Regions from separate parts of the Mus musculus genome. Here all the other regions are linked to region 1. The links are chromatin contacts, called in public HiCAR-type and promoter capture Hi-C maps. All regions are on one chromosome and are shown on one strand. Each heading gives the region's core, a stretch centred on a gene start, on an enhancer-like site or on the middle of the called end of the contact. The rest is flanking DNA. Distances are from core to core; before and after follow the strand shown.

Region 1 (4,336 bases), core at 876-3,375:
GTTTGTAGAAGCCAAAGCTCTAGGCGGACAGATTAAGGGAGAGCGCATGTTGGGAATATCCAGAGTCCTCTTCTCGCTTGCATATCCACATAAGAAAGACGGAGGATAAAGGGACAGAAGAACATTTAAAATCCAGTGGAGTGTGAATTTGGTTTTAATCTTGTGTCTTGAAGAGATGTAAATTCAAAGGAAAAAATGTAATGTGAAAGGGAATCTCAGGGTGTGGAGAGCGGCTCACAATGCAGAATCCAGAGCCATTATTCCATGTGCATGTGAGGTTAGTAGCCCGAATATATAGATTTAAGGAGTCTCCGGCAATTAAGGGTTGGGTTCTCTTTTCTTTTTTCTTTTCTCTTTTTCTTTTTAATTTTTTGGAGCTTTAGTAGAGGAGTCTCTGTGTGGAGAAGCTGGGGGCAGGCTCTGTCCCTCCGTGGAGCGTGGTCATTCCCAAAGCGTCCCCTTCCTAAGGGGAAAAAACGAGGAGGTCAGGGTTTGATTCGAGTGTCTCCCGGAGGGTTAGCAAAATGCATGCCGGAAAAAAAAATATAGATATCTCTATACCAAGTCGTTATAAGGAAAGGGGGAGGAAACCCTGCATTTCCCACAGAGTACACACCAGAGGAATTGAAAACAGCTGGCACCAATCTATAAATAATTCCGAAAAGGTCTGCCTATGCCGTTCCTGGGACAGGCATGGATGAAAGGTGAGAAAAGCCAACCTGAATGGAAGAGAGGGAAGAGGGAAGTGGAAAGCAAGGAGGAAGGCAGGGAGAGGAGGCTCCACACAGCAGTTCACACTCACACACACGCGCGCGCGCGCGCATGCACGCACACCATCCCCACTTAACTCGCCAGTGAGTGCGGCCCCCAGCCCCATCTGCAATGCTGCTGACACGTCTGGCTCGCTCTCCTCATCTCCTCCAGCAGCGGAGCCTCCTCCCACCCCGGGCTCGTGCTCAATGGGTTCTGATTGTGCACCGGCCGCACACTGGGCATTTCTTGGATGGGGCACACTGACACGCGCGTACACACGCCCCCGACGCGCACGCGCCCCCGCGCGCACTCACACTCACCCCCGCGCACACTCACGCCGCCGGCGCGCTGATGTGCAGCGCACCGGGCTGCACCTGCAGCCAGAGGATTGGACTGGAGGGTCGCAGCGCGTGGCTCCCGCCTCTGGCACCGCTGCCCAGCCTCTCCCCTAGAAGGGATTAACCACCTCAGAAAGACCAAAGGCAGTCCTGTCCCCTTCCCCCTCCCCAAAAATATCCTTTTGTTTAAAAGGAAAAATAAAAAACCATCCAAAATAGCAAGTGCCCGGTGCTGCTGGATTGGAAAGCTGTACCCAATACCAGGTTGGTTAGCAGTGCCAAGGCTTCGAGCCTTTATCTGCCTGATTTCTCCAAACCCTCAAAATTGAGACTCCAAAGCGGGCATTTACGTACCGGTTCTGCACCTCCGAGGTGGCAGTCTCCGGAGAGGGGTGGCGGGTGTCGAGGGTTTGAGACGTTTTCTTTCCTGCAAAGCAGGATAAATGGATCAGTCTCCTGGGTTGGGAAGTTCACTACGACTCTTTGCAGAGCAGAAGGAAATGTATTCGGATGCCAGCTCCGCTGGATGCCGGGGATAGAAAGGCAGCTTGACCCGAGAAGCGCTTCTCCATAGAGCCAAGCCCCGAGATTTCCTAGAGGTGAAGGAACCCAAGGAAGTGGTGCTGGAAAGGGGGTGGGGGAGGACCTTCCTTTCTCAAAAAGGGGGGGGGGGAGTGGAGAGGCAAGAGAGCCCAGATTCCAGTTGGTGGTGATGGGAGCCGGGGGAGGGGAAGCGGGCGGGGGCAAGTCAAGCGTTCGGCAGCAGGAGAGGAAGAGCAGGGGAGGAGGGGGAGAGTAAGAAAAATGGGTATTAATCACCGGCGACGCGGGGAGGGCGGGGACATCAAAGGTCCTGGTCTTGATTTGGGTCTCACACCCAGGAACGTGCCACTCAAGCGCGCGCTCGCGCGCGCACACCACACACACACACACACACACACACACACACACACACACCCTACCTCTCACACAGGAGGTTCAGGAGGAGAAACCCAAGAGGCAGGGTGTGTGTGCACGCGCGTCCTCTTGCTCTCCACCCCCCACCCCTCCCCACTCCCAAACCCCCTCCATCACCCCCTCACTCCCACTGCTAAGACTCTTGGCTGAGGCTGCTTCTCACGTCATGAGCTGGGGGAAGTGGGGTAGCCAGGGGGTGGGAAAAGCTTAACCCGAGGCCGTGGTGCCTCCTCCTGGCAGCAAGAAGGAATAGCAGCGAGATGGGGCGGCTTAAGGGAGAGGGGAAACAGTGGCCACCTTGGACCACCGCGCAGGGCTGTGCACCTCAACCCGAAGGCCATGCTGCAGACTGACACTGAAACCACTCCCCTGGTTCCATTCAGCAGTCTCTGCTTAGTACCTGCTTTCCGGGTGCAGAGTGCAACTTGATGACAGGATTCTTGTCTTCAGGGAGCTTGAGATCTGTCTTCAGTGCAGGAAATTGACAGTTAAACAATAGGGAAGCAGGTAAATGTAATTAAAAGGCTGAATTGTACAGCAGTGTGTGTGTGTGTGTGTGTGTGTGTGTGTGTGTGTGTGTGTGTATGTGTGTATGTGTGTGTATGTGTGTATATGTGTGTGTGTATGTGTGTGTGTATGTGTGTGTGTATGTGTGTGTATATGTGTGTATGTGTGTGTATGTGTGTGTGTATATGTGTGTATGTGTGTATATGTGTGTGTGTGTGAGTGTGTGTGATATTTTCCGGCTGCTGGGAAAGATTTGAGGACTTTGGGGTTCTTTTTTAAGTGGATTGCGTTATTTAAAGATCTCAAGCAAAAATGATAGACAAACGAATGTTTCCCATATGAAATGATTTTACAGCACTGACTAACCCAGCTTCTCTAAAACGGAAAATAGCAGCCATTTCTCTCCCTCTTGAGCTGTTTTATGTTTTGGGAGTCCTTGTGATCACTTGTAGTATTATCTATTCTTCAATATTAATATCCTTGTAGATACATCCTTGTTATTCTCACCCATTGTCTCTGTTACAGTGGAGGTGAACTTTTATGGCAGTAAAACAACGGGCTTCTCACTCACCAACCTGGGAGAATGTGACCGGAACACACAGGGATCGGTCCCATTCCAAGCAGCCTGGAACTCCGGTCTACGGGCCAATGCGCACTGGCCTCTAGTCCAGTCAGCACCAGGAACACCTCAGGCGGGTTCTCCACAGCAGTGTTTTTTCCCGTTCCCTGAACTTTGTCAGGCTAATTCTTGGCATCTAATGTTTTCACGACACACAGAGGAGAACACAAATATCGCGTATTCAAAAGCAATACCGTGTGCCTCTCTGTGACCATTCCCATTCTTTCCCGAGACAAAGTGAGGTTGCGCATCTACTCCTTTGGGAAAGTGTGGAATGTGGTCACTGCTCTCTGCTGGATGCACACAATGGCCGACTGGACCCAATCATGTGCATGTTCTAGTGACTGGAACAAAGGCAGATGCCCTAAGCCAGGACACAGTGAAGCACGCTGCCCTTGCTCTTACAGTAATGTTTTCTTTTTTTCTTTTGAAATGAGATCTACACCCACTTAGGCACCCTTGTGGGTTGACTGGTAACCTACTATTCTAAATATGGCTATCTTTTACGTTTCACCTCGTGGGCCACCCTTCCCTCCCGATGCCCTTTTCCAAAACTTGCATACTACTCTTATTTGTTTTCATTTCTCCTGTTGCCCAAACCTAACATTTCCATTTCAGTCTATCCACTTTCCCTAGCAGAGAGCAAAGAAGGAACACACATCTCCTCTGCCCGTGGCGCAGTCCACGGTGCTCTCCTTTGGGAGTCTAATTCCAGGTCGTTTTCATCATCCAAGCCTGAATTGATTTCTGTAAGCATTTCAAGGATTTGATAGTGAGAGGTGGCATCTGGCCATCTCACTCTCCGAGTCTACCTGTTCTGTGTAGAGATGCAGAGCATGGTTCACTCCGCTGACTTTCACAGTGACTGAAAGATATCTCGTGCGTAGATCATCCCGGTATGTAACATATTAACATCAGCACGGTGGAGAAAGAGCTGACCAGTCAGAAGAAAAAAAAAAAAACATCCCTGAGCCATCTGCGTTATGCCATACAGTACTATTGGCAATTCAATCATGATAGTCTCAATCACACAAAGGAACCATTATTGACCTATAATAAAAAGGCAATTTCATGAAACTCAATGGAGAATTGTATCCTTCAGTGTCTTTCCTGTCTTCCCAACCAGCTGCTTAGTTCCTTGTATGAAATTATTTTTTCTGAG
Region 2 (4,336 bases), core at 918-3,417, 980 kb before region 1:
CAAGCTCCTGACCTTCTATATCCTCATACTCCAGGGCTACCGACGCTGACTGTGTTCTAATGACTAAATCTGATACCAGGCAAGCAGCTACCTGCTTGTTGTGACTTGTTTCTTTCCTTGGATGACCTACATTGGTATAAAATATGGTTTTTAAGCATATGCAGAGAAACTGGAAAACAGTGAACATCTCAATAATTATAGAACACTGAAAGTATTAGCAGGTAAGGGGCCAGTGATATGGCTTAGTGGTGCCTGGGTCAGCACTGACCACCTGGGTTCAGTTCCCAACACCCACACAGTGGAAAGAGAGCATGGGGTTTCAAAAGTATGCATCTACTCAGACTCACACACATACATACACAAGATAAATAAATGTACATATACAAGACAAATGTTAAAGAAGAATTAACACTTAAGTCATTAAGTGTTAAGTCATTAAAATTAACACCATTGTTAATATTAATTGTGGTGTAGGTTGGCTTACTCCTTTTATTTAAAAAGTTTTATTTATTTTCATGTGCATGGGTGTTTTGCCTGCATGCTTATCTATGTGCCATGTGTGTTCCTGGTGCCCAAGGAAGCCAGAGAGGGCATTGATGGAGTTAACAGAAGGTTGTGAACTGCCATGTGGGTGCTGGGAATTGAACTTGGGGCCTCTGGAAGAGCAGCCAGTGCTTTTAACCACTGAGCCATCTCTCTAGCCCCCAAATTTACAATTTTATTACTTAGTAAATTAAAAATCAAAACATTAATTAGCCATGTGCTATGGTACATGTCTATAATCTCAGAACTGGGGAGACAGAGGCAGGCAGATAGACCTCTGGAAGTTCCAGGACAGCCTGGTTTACATAGTGTGACTCTGTCTCAAATAACAGCAATAAGACATCAACCAGAAGGACACTAGGTTACTGACGAAACATTAGTTGTTGGTGCTAAGTGTTTTGCACGTTTATATTCGACTCTCAGAACAACTCTTGTGGAACAGAAACGGTTTATCAGCATTAAGCAGACGGTGGGGAGACATGACTAGATAACTGAGACACTCCGGGGTCAAGCTAATGCTCTCAGTATTAGCTCCATCTCTTGGTGCCTGTGAGTGAGAAACCAGTCAGCTCCTGTTTGCTGGACCTCGCAAGCCAGGGCAGCAGCAGGTAGAGTGTAAATACTTCCCTGGAAAGAGCTGAGATCAGGAAACCCAGGTCTGTGCCACAGCATACCTCAGACTGCACTTAGGACAGGGAAAAGAGTCACAGGAGCTGTGTGCTTTAAAAGGATGGTGTCGCTTAATTCTCTAAGCAACAAGGCGATAGCATCATTTTCATTTCAAGAGAGCCAGCCAGGTGTGGTGTTGTGTGTCTGTAATTCCAGCACTTACACAGTGAAGGCCGGGGTGGGGGTGGGGGGTTAGGAACTCCAGGCCAGTTTCAACTACATAGCCAATTCAATGCCAGTCTATACTACATGATCTCAATATATAAATAAATAAACAAATAAACCAATAAATGAGTAAACAAACTAATGAATACATCTCTCTCTCTCTCTCTCTCTCTCTCTCTCTCTCTCTCTCTCTGTGTGTGTGTGTGTGTGTGTGTGTGTGTGTGTGTGTGTGTGTGTAAACAGGGTCTCACTATGTAGTCCTGGCTGGCTTGTAACTCTATGTAGACCAGGTTGGCCTCAAACTCAGAGAGGCAAGCTCAACCACACTGAGCCATAGATAAGTAAGTGAAACAAGCAAACAAACAAATCTGGTGCTTGGAAGTGGAAGCAGAAGGATCAGGAGTTCAAGGTCACCCTCACCTACAAAGCCAGTTTCCATTGAGACTCCTGGCTCCAAAACAGATGGACAGACTGACTGACAGACAGGACAGACAAACAAACAAAGCCGAGTCTCAGTGACTTGCCAAGATGGCTCAGGTAGTAAATTGCGCACGCAGGCTTCAAATTCAGTTTGTCAATTCCAAACCCACGCGAACTTCACAGCCCGCGCCTTCTTAAGTATCTACAACCTCATTCTAGGTTCTTCATACACAGGTTGGGGAGAGATGACTTTCCTTACCGGCTGCTGAGGCGCAAGCGACTCAACCTTGGCTCCGCGCCGCACCAGTGACCTGCGACAGTGGGCGCCTCCTCCTAGCTGGGCTCCCGGCAGGTCACACCTTTCCCGCCCGCAGCCCCACGCGCGGTTCGCAGCGAACTACACTTCCCGGCAGGACGCGGCGCGCGCACGCGCACGGGGGCCTCCGCCATGGCGACAGTGCTGTCCAGGGCTCTCAAGCTCCCGGGTAAGGAGTCTGCAGCCCCGCGACCACGCTGTGGAGACCTGGCCTGGGGAGATGAGCGAGGCGAGGCGTGGCGCGGCGGGGCCTGGCTGTTATCTGGGAGGGCTGCAGCGTCCGGGGTAGAGGAAGGGGGCTCCCGGGTGTGAGTCGGGGACCGGGGACGCTCGGGGACACTTGGGGACTCTCGGGGACTCCCGGGGCAGACATTGCTGGAGGTGCGCGGGGCCGGGTCGAAAGTGGAGGGACGAGACGGTTACTGTCAGGTCAGAGCGCATGTCGTCGCAGTCTCCAAGGGAAGGCCAGACATTGGAGCATCCTTCCCTGAGCGCCGGGACTAGCTGCTGCTATCTGGGGCTGGACCAGAGGGGGAGCCGGGGGCTGCAGGACTGTAAGTGAGTGGCCTGGGCAGAACAGCATCCACTTACTGACAGCAGCTTTGCCGCTGTGAGCTAGCCCAGACAGGTGTTCTCCTTCCTCCTGTGTGCAGGAGGAAAGAAGAAAGATTAGGAAAATGGCTAATTGAATCACACGGGATCACACAGCAGGACACTGTGCTGTTTGAATTGCACTGTTTTAACCAAAGTGTATTTATTCTGTCGTTGGCAAAATTTAAACATTTAGGGCTTTCGAAAAATCTGTGGCTCCACTTAAAAAAATTAAACACTAAGTTATAAGCATTTATTGGCTGATCACATAAGACAGGAAGCAGTTATTTTCTCTGCCACGTTAGAAAGGGTCGCTCTGATAGTAAGCCTGAGGCCCTAGGAGGGTTGCAGGGACCTTGTTCTCAAAGAGTTTCTAGTCTGCTACCTTGAAACCGGCCTTGTATTTTAGATAACAAGAGACTCCATGTCTTTAGATCTTTCTCCCCTTTGCTGGCTGCTTGGAACTCTGGAAAGAACAGTGATACGATCTGTCTTGGAGTGTACACAATACTGAAATTAAGAGAGAGGCTTGCTTTCTCTGCAGGATACATTGACTTTGACGAAAGTACCCTGGGTTTTGAATGCTATCTTGTCAAAGGCATTTTCAGCCCTTTTTGTTTGTTTGTTTGTTTGTTTTTAGAGTTCTTGTTTTAGTTCAGCATAGATGATTGCTACTCTCTGAGAATAAAACAGAAAGGGAATGTACCTCGGGGTACAGGCTTACTTAGCACCCACAGAGCCAAGTCCCCCCCCCCCCAAAGCACTGAAAAAAAGAGGTAGTTATAGTCAAGTGGAGGTGGAACAAGAGATAATACCGGGCGAATATGAGAAAAACACAATCCTTTTGTATACTCTTCAAAATAATCATTAAAAAAAAAATAATGGGAGAATAGCTTGCCTGAGCTCTTTTGTGTCTTCACTCTGAGAATGTGCTGCGCACAGAATACTCCTTGGTGTGTTGGCTTACAGTTATCTCATCAGCTGACAGCCTGGGGTGATGGATTCTTGTGTTTGGAAGGCAGTTTGGCCCTAAGGGATGAGCTATGATCAATACTAAGGCCTACATACAGTATCTATATTTCCTGTAAGTGATGTGGATTTTCTTCTTTCTTTTGGCTTGTTTTTCTCCTGGTCTCTCCTTGGCCCTTTCCCTTCACTACCCAAAATATGGTTTGTGGCTTTTCATTAGGTAGAAGTTGCTTTCTCAAAGCTGCTTTTGGATACCGCGTGTAATTGGGAAGATGAGACTGTAGTCCCGGCTGTGTTATCTTAGTTAACTCTCTTACTACTTTCCTGTGTGAAGGGAGCAAAGGGAACGGTGGCTGAGAGCAGGAGAGGGGCTCTGGATTTGACTGGATCCGTTTTGATTTGACTTCTGTGCTGAGGAGCCCCTCCAGGGCTTTGCATTGCTGGGCATGCAAGCGACCAGCTGAGTGGCATCCCCAGCCATGCCCCAGACTAAATGCTTTCTTCACTTGCTTAGCTGCTTTATCTCTTTAAGCGTTCATTTCCTCATCTGCCATAGTAGTGTTGTTCTAGAACATTCTCTACGCGCCATACACTGCTTGGCATATTTATCTCACAGGGTTATTTGGAGTGGTACAAGAGATGGTCGTCCTTTGGAATTTAATT
Region 3 (4,336 bases), core at 1,308-3,807, 810 kb before region 1:
GGCTGCAACTCAGGAGGGAGATCTCTGTGTCCCCTTCACTGCCAGGCAGAAGAAGAAAAACTAGAACTCCCGCTTTGCATCTGCTCTCAGGGCCCCTCCCTCCCTCCCTCCATCAGCCCCAGGTTTCTACTTTTAAAAATGCAACCAGCCCACATTCTTCTCAGCATCTGTCTGCAGACTGGACTTCTGGGCCCTAGCTCTTCTCTACTCTCTGCTGCTGGGAAGAGAGAGAGCTTCAAAGTGGAGGAAGGCATGAAGTTAGGGCCAGAGCTCTGTCAGCTCCGCCCTCAAAGGTCTCCTCTTTCTCCCTGGGGCTGCATTGCAGCCTTGTAGCTCCCAGGGGCCCTAGCCTAGCGCTGGGAGCAAGAGACTGGCCTTTTTCCTCGGAGACAGGGTTTTTAAAAATTATTATTATTATTATTATTAATTATTAGATGGCAGAGGTGGGAGGTGAGGAAAACCATGAGAAACTGATGAGATCTCTGTCATGAAAAATCTGGACAGTTTTACTTTTCCACGGATAGAATCCCAATGTCAGGACCCGTGAAGAGGAAGGATCAAATCAGGTGTGTGTGTGTGTGTGTGTGTGTGTGTTTTCCTCAATCATCTGCTTTAAAAATATCCTCTTCTCTATAAGATTTGGAGAAATACAGACCCATGACCATGCATCACTGAAATTTACTTACAGTCTTTACTACCTAACTTCATCAGCGCTCCGTTGGACTTCGAGCCTCCCACCCCTTTCTGTCTTTCTGTGGAATTTAAATTCCTAGAGGGTGAGGTCCAGTCTACTCTGACCCAGTTTTAGCAGGGCCCAGAGAAGGTTGCTGTACAGTAAATAGGGTTCTGATCAATGACTAAATAATATCACGAGGCCTGCACTGGCCTGGAAGAGAACAGCAACCCCAGTTGCTGGGGTTTGGCAGCCGCAGCGACTCTCTGTATCTTCTCTGAGAGGTCTCTTGTCCGATTTAACAATGTCCTCAGGGAAATATCACTGCAGCTAATATCGAATGACTATTGGCCACAACCTTACAGGCTCTTGTTAGTCATTACTATCTATCTATCTATCTATCTATCTATCTATCTATCTATCTATCTATCTATCTCTCTCTCTCTCTCTCTCTCTCTCTCTATCTATCTATCTATCTATCTATCTATCTATCATTTATCTATCATCTATCTCTCTATCATCTACCTATAATCTATTGTATCTATCTATTATCTATCATCTATCAATCATCTATTATCATCTATCATCAATCTATAATCTATCTATCTATCTATCTATCTATCTATCTATCTACCTATCTATCTATCTATCTCTATTATCTATCCATCTATCACTTATGTACCCCAGGATAGCTTCTAGTTCTCCTTGAACTTATGCTATCCCTTCAACTACCTACCAACTCTCTCTCTCTCTCTCTCTCTCTCTCTCTCTCTCTCTCTCTCTCTCTCTCTCAATAGTGTCTCACTCAGTAGCCCACGCTGACTTGGAACTCACCATGTAGCCCAAGATGACCCTGGACTAAGAGCAATCCTCCTGCCTCAGCTTTTCAAATGTTGAGATCGCAGGCACGACCCACCAAACCTGTTTGATACATGTAATTCTTGCCATCTGTGTGAGCTAGGTGCCTACCATCCCCATTATATACAAGAAGGCAGAAAGAGAGGGCGCTTGCCCAAAGTCACATTGCAGCTAAGGAGAGCTGGGGTTAAATGTAGGCAGTGAGGACCTGAACCTCTTTAGGGAGGTGACCAGGGCTGCGGGATTGGACAACTCTGTAGCACCCCCCCCCCAACTCTGAGACTAAGTGGGGAGTGAGTGGTTCAGGGAAGAAGCTGTGATTGGGTCCCTGGCTGTCTTCACAAAAGCCAACTGTGGAGCAAGGTCCAATGATTATCACATGAAGATCAGAGTGCAAAGTCCTTAATTCGAAGACTTCCTCCTGCAATGCCTACAATCCATAGGGGTGAGAGTTTAACTAAAGGCCCAGGATTATGTGCTGTCAATCAGTGCCTCAACATTTGGAGCTTGCTGGGTGCCTTTCTACTCCATGGGTCTCATCCCACTGCCGCCTACAGGTCAGGGGCACAAGGGTCAGGCAGGGAAGCCAACGAGAAATGAGTCTGATAATTCCTGGTGATGAGCAGCTGCTGCTATGTGCAGTGGGGGAGGAAGAACGGGGGAATCCTGTTTGATGATTAGCCGGGACTTTAATTAACGTGGAACTGCATCTACCAGCTCTCCCCTCCTCCTGACCCTAACCTGTGTTTTGCCCTACGTCCTTGACAACCGAGGCTCCTTCTGGGTAGTAGAACTGGGCTTCGGTAAACAGATCTATTTGTGTGACTCCTCTTACTCATTTGAAGCAATGTCACTCCTTTTTCCACTGTGGTCTGTGTGTCTGAGTCAGAGGGAGCTACAACAGGGTTCTTTGAATTGATGGCTCACTCCCAGCCACATCTGACCGGCTGCCAACTTAGCAGGGCGTAGCTCACCAAGTTTTTTTTTTTTTAAATCCAGACTGATTCATAGAAACTCCTTTAAAACACGGGGAAAAGAAACCGCCCATCACACACCCCAGCACATCAGCCCAGGAAACTTATAACCTCGGGAGTCAGGTCCCTCCCCTCACTGTGGTTGCAAATCTCCTGAAGAGAGGACCAGACCAGCAGCCTGCTCTACCACCCAGGGCATCTGCCTCTCTCACTGGATACTCCAGGTAAGATTGTCCCCACACTGGAGAAACTCTGCAGAGCCCGCTCCTTTCTTTCCTCTCTTAGGCTCCTTGAAGCCCTCCCCTCTCTTCTTGCCTCTGCTATCCCTCTATGGCTCACAAAGAACGGAGTCCTTGAGACTTCTAGCTTAACGTAGTAGTGGAGGAATCTGGGATATCAGTGGGGGCCACATTCTCTTGCTGGTATGTGGATCCTTGCTCCGAGGAGACGGACGGAACGAGAAGGGACTTTGGAACAAACTTGAGTGCAATATTCTTTATGGAAGGAACTCTATGTGCCTTCGAAATGAATTAGCAGGGTTGGAAGATGTTTCCAAATCTTCTGTTTTCATTCAGATTACTTTGAGCTGAAATCTAGAAGGATGCTATGTTACCAAAACGCTCCGGCTTTTCTTTTCTCTCTGCGAAGGCAGGTTAAAGGCAGTCTCTGGGGAGAAAGTTTGTTCTGCTTTGTGGGTTGGTTATTGTTGTTTCTCTTTTACGCTTTTAGGTGACGGTGGATAAATATCTGAGTTTCAGTTAATTTTTGCGATTGCATTTACTGTCTGTCCCCCTCTTGTCTGTTGATGTCTGTTTAAGTATTTCGTTCTTTCTCTTGTTTTCCTCCACCCCCTTCTCACAGGAAGGGAAGAGGGGATTGGTTTGTTTAAAGAAAAACCGTTAGGGAAACAGAGGCAAAGGGTGTTTCAAATAAACCTTGGGAGGGGTTGATTTGGTGGAATGTGTGGGTTCCAGAATCCTTAGCCAGATGTGGAGGTGGAGGAAGGAGGCAGAGGGGAGAGGGTGGGGCTGGGGGCCTTCGGGGATTCCTGTAAGGTTGCTGAATGGCTCTGTGCTTCCACCCAGGCTTCTGCATTCTGGAGCCAACTTAGGAAAAAAAAAAAGATCTTTCAGAATCTATTAAAGGATTTTTTTTTCTAAGTGGACATGGAATTTTCTAGTGTGGCAGTGGTCATATGGGAATATTTACCTTATTTCTTTTGTGTAAAATATTATATAACTACAAACCCACGTGCTAAGTGCAAAAAGAACAAAGGCACTCGGCTGTGTTTGCTTTTGTTTTTATTAGCTTAGCATTTTGGTCGAATGTCTGTGGAGGTGTGGTTCATTTCAACACAGATGTGGGTTTTTTTTTTCTCCTCTCGTAAACAAGCCAGAGGAGAGTGACAGGATTCAGCTTGCCTGATGAAGAGCGAGGCGCCTTTCTCTTTAGAAATGCAGCTCGCTGGTTGGAAGAGAAAATTTAAAAGTAATTGGTGGGTGTGTATCCATTGATCCTTCAGAAATCTCTGCAAAGCCTTTCCCCAAGGAGGGGGTGATGAGTAAGCCCTGGGACCCATTTCTCAAGACTGAGTTTGCTTCCAATGTTTATCACTTCCAGATTGCATGACTGTGAACTGGGGAAGCCGTCTTCGTTAGGTCCACAGCCACAGTTTCCTGTGAAGATCACATGTGTGATTGTGTGTCATTCTGATCTGGTTGAAACTAGGCAACCTTAAACAAGTCAGCAAAAAGGGAACACTAGAGGGAGGGGTAAACTGCCACCAACTCCATGAGCCATGGAGCTGTCTCAAACTCCACTGTCCCTTGAT

Evidence for each region. Promoter capture Hi-C pulls out the DNA fragments that hold promoters and counts their contacts. HiCAR-type assays count read pairs that join an accessible place to other places.
Region 2: a contact with region 1 is called in a HiCAR-type map of astrocytes, with 5 times the contacts expected there. The contact joins the promoter of Fam234b here to the promoter of Grin2b in region 1. A contact is called at or near these places in 2 of 39 promoter capture datasets (cranial neural crest and hippocampal neurons) and 2 of 115 datasets of contacts at active chromatin or transcription factors (astrocytes and embryonic forebrain).
Region 3: a promoter capture Hi-C map of neural stem cells shows a contact between it and region 1. The contact joins the promoter of Emp1 here to the promoter of Grin2b in region 1. A contact is called at or near these places in 2 of 39 promoter capture datasets (cranial neural crest and neural stem cells) and 5 of 115 datasets of contacts at active chromatin or transcription factors (astrocytes, embryonic forebrain, embryonic stem cells and 2 more).

What each region holds. Positions count from the first base shown.
Region 1 is chr6:136,171,420-136,175,755 of GRCm38.p6, forward strand. It overlaps Grin2b (glutamate receptor, ionotropic, NMDA2B (epsilon 2)), which reads right to left and starts at 2,126. Exons shown (of 15, transcript NM_001363750.1): 1 at 2,054-2,126; 2 at 1,446-1,518; 3 at 1-463. Gm26653 (a long non-coding RNA gene) reads left to right here and starts at 1,609. Exons shown (of 3, transcript XR_378074.4): 1 at 1,609-1,690; 2 at 2,435-2,555; 3 at 3,081-4,291.
Region 2 is chr6:135,195,820-135,200,155 of GRCm38.p6, forward strand. Fam234b (family with sequence similarity 234, member B) reads left to right here and starts at 2,168. Exons shown (of 13, transcript NM_028982.4): 1 at 2,168-2,282. The coding sequence starts at 2,246. Gm36533 (a long non-coding RNA gene) reads right to left here and starts at 2,205. Exons shown (of 2, transcript XR_869506.2): 1 at 2,057-2,205.
Region 3 is chr6:135,360,374-135,364,709 of GRCm38.p6, forward strand. Emp1 (epithelial membrane protein 1) reads left to right here and starts at 2,558. Exons shown (of 5, transcript NM_010128.4): 1 at 2,558-2,729.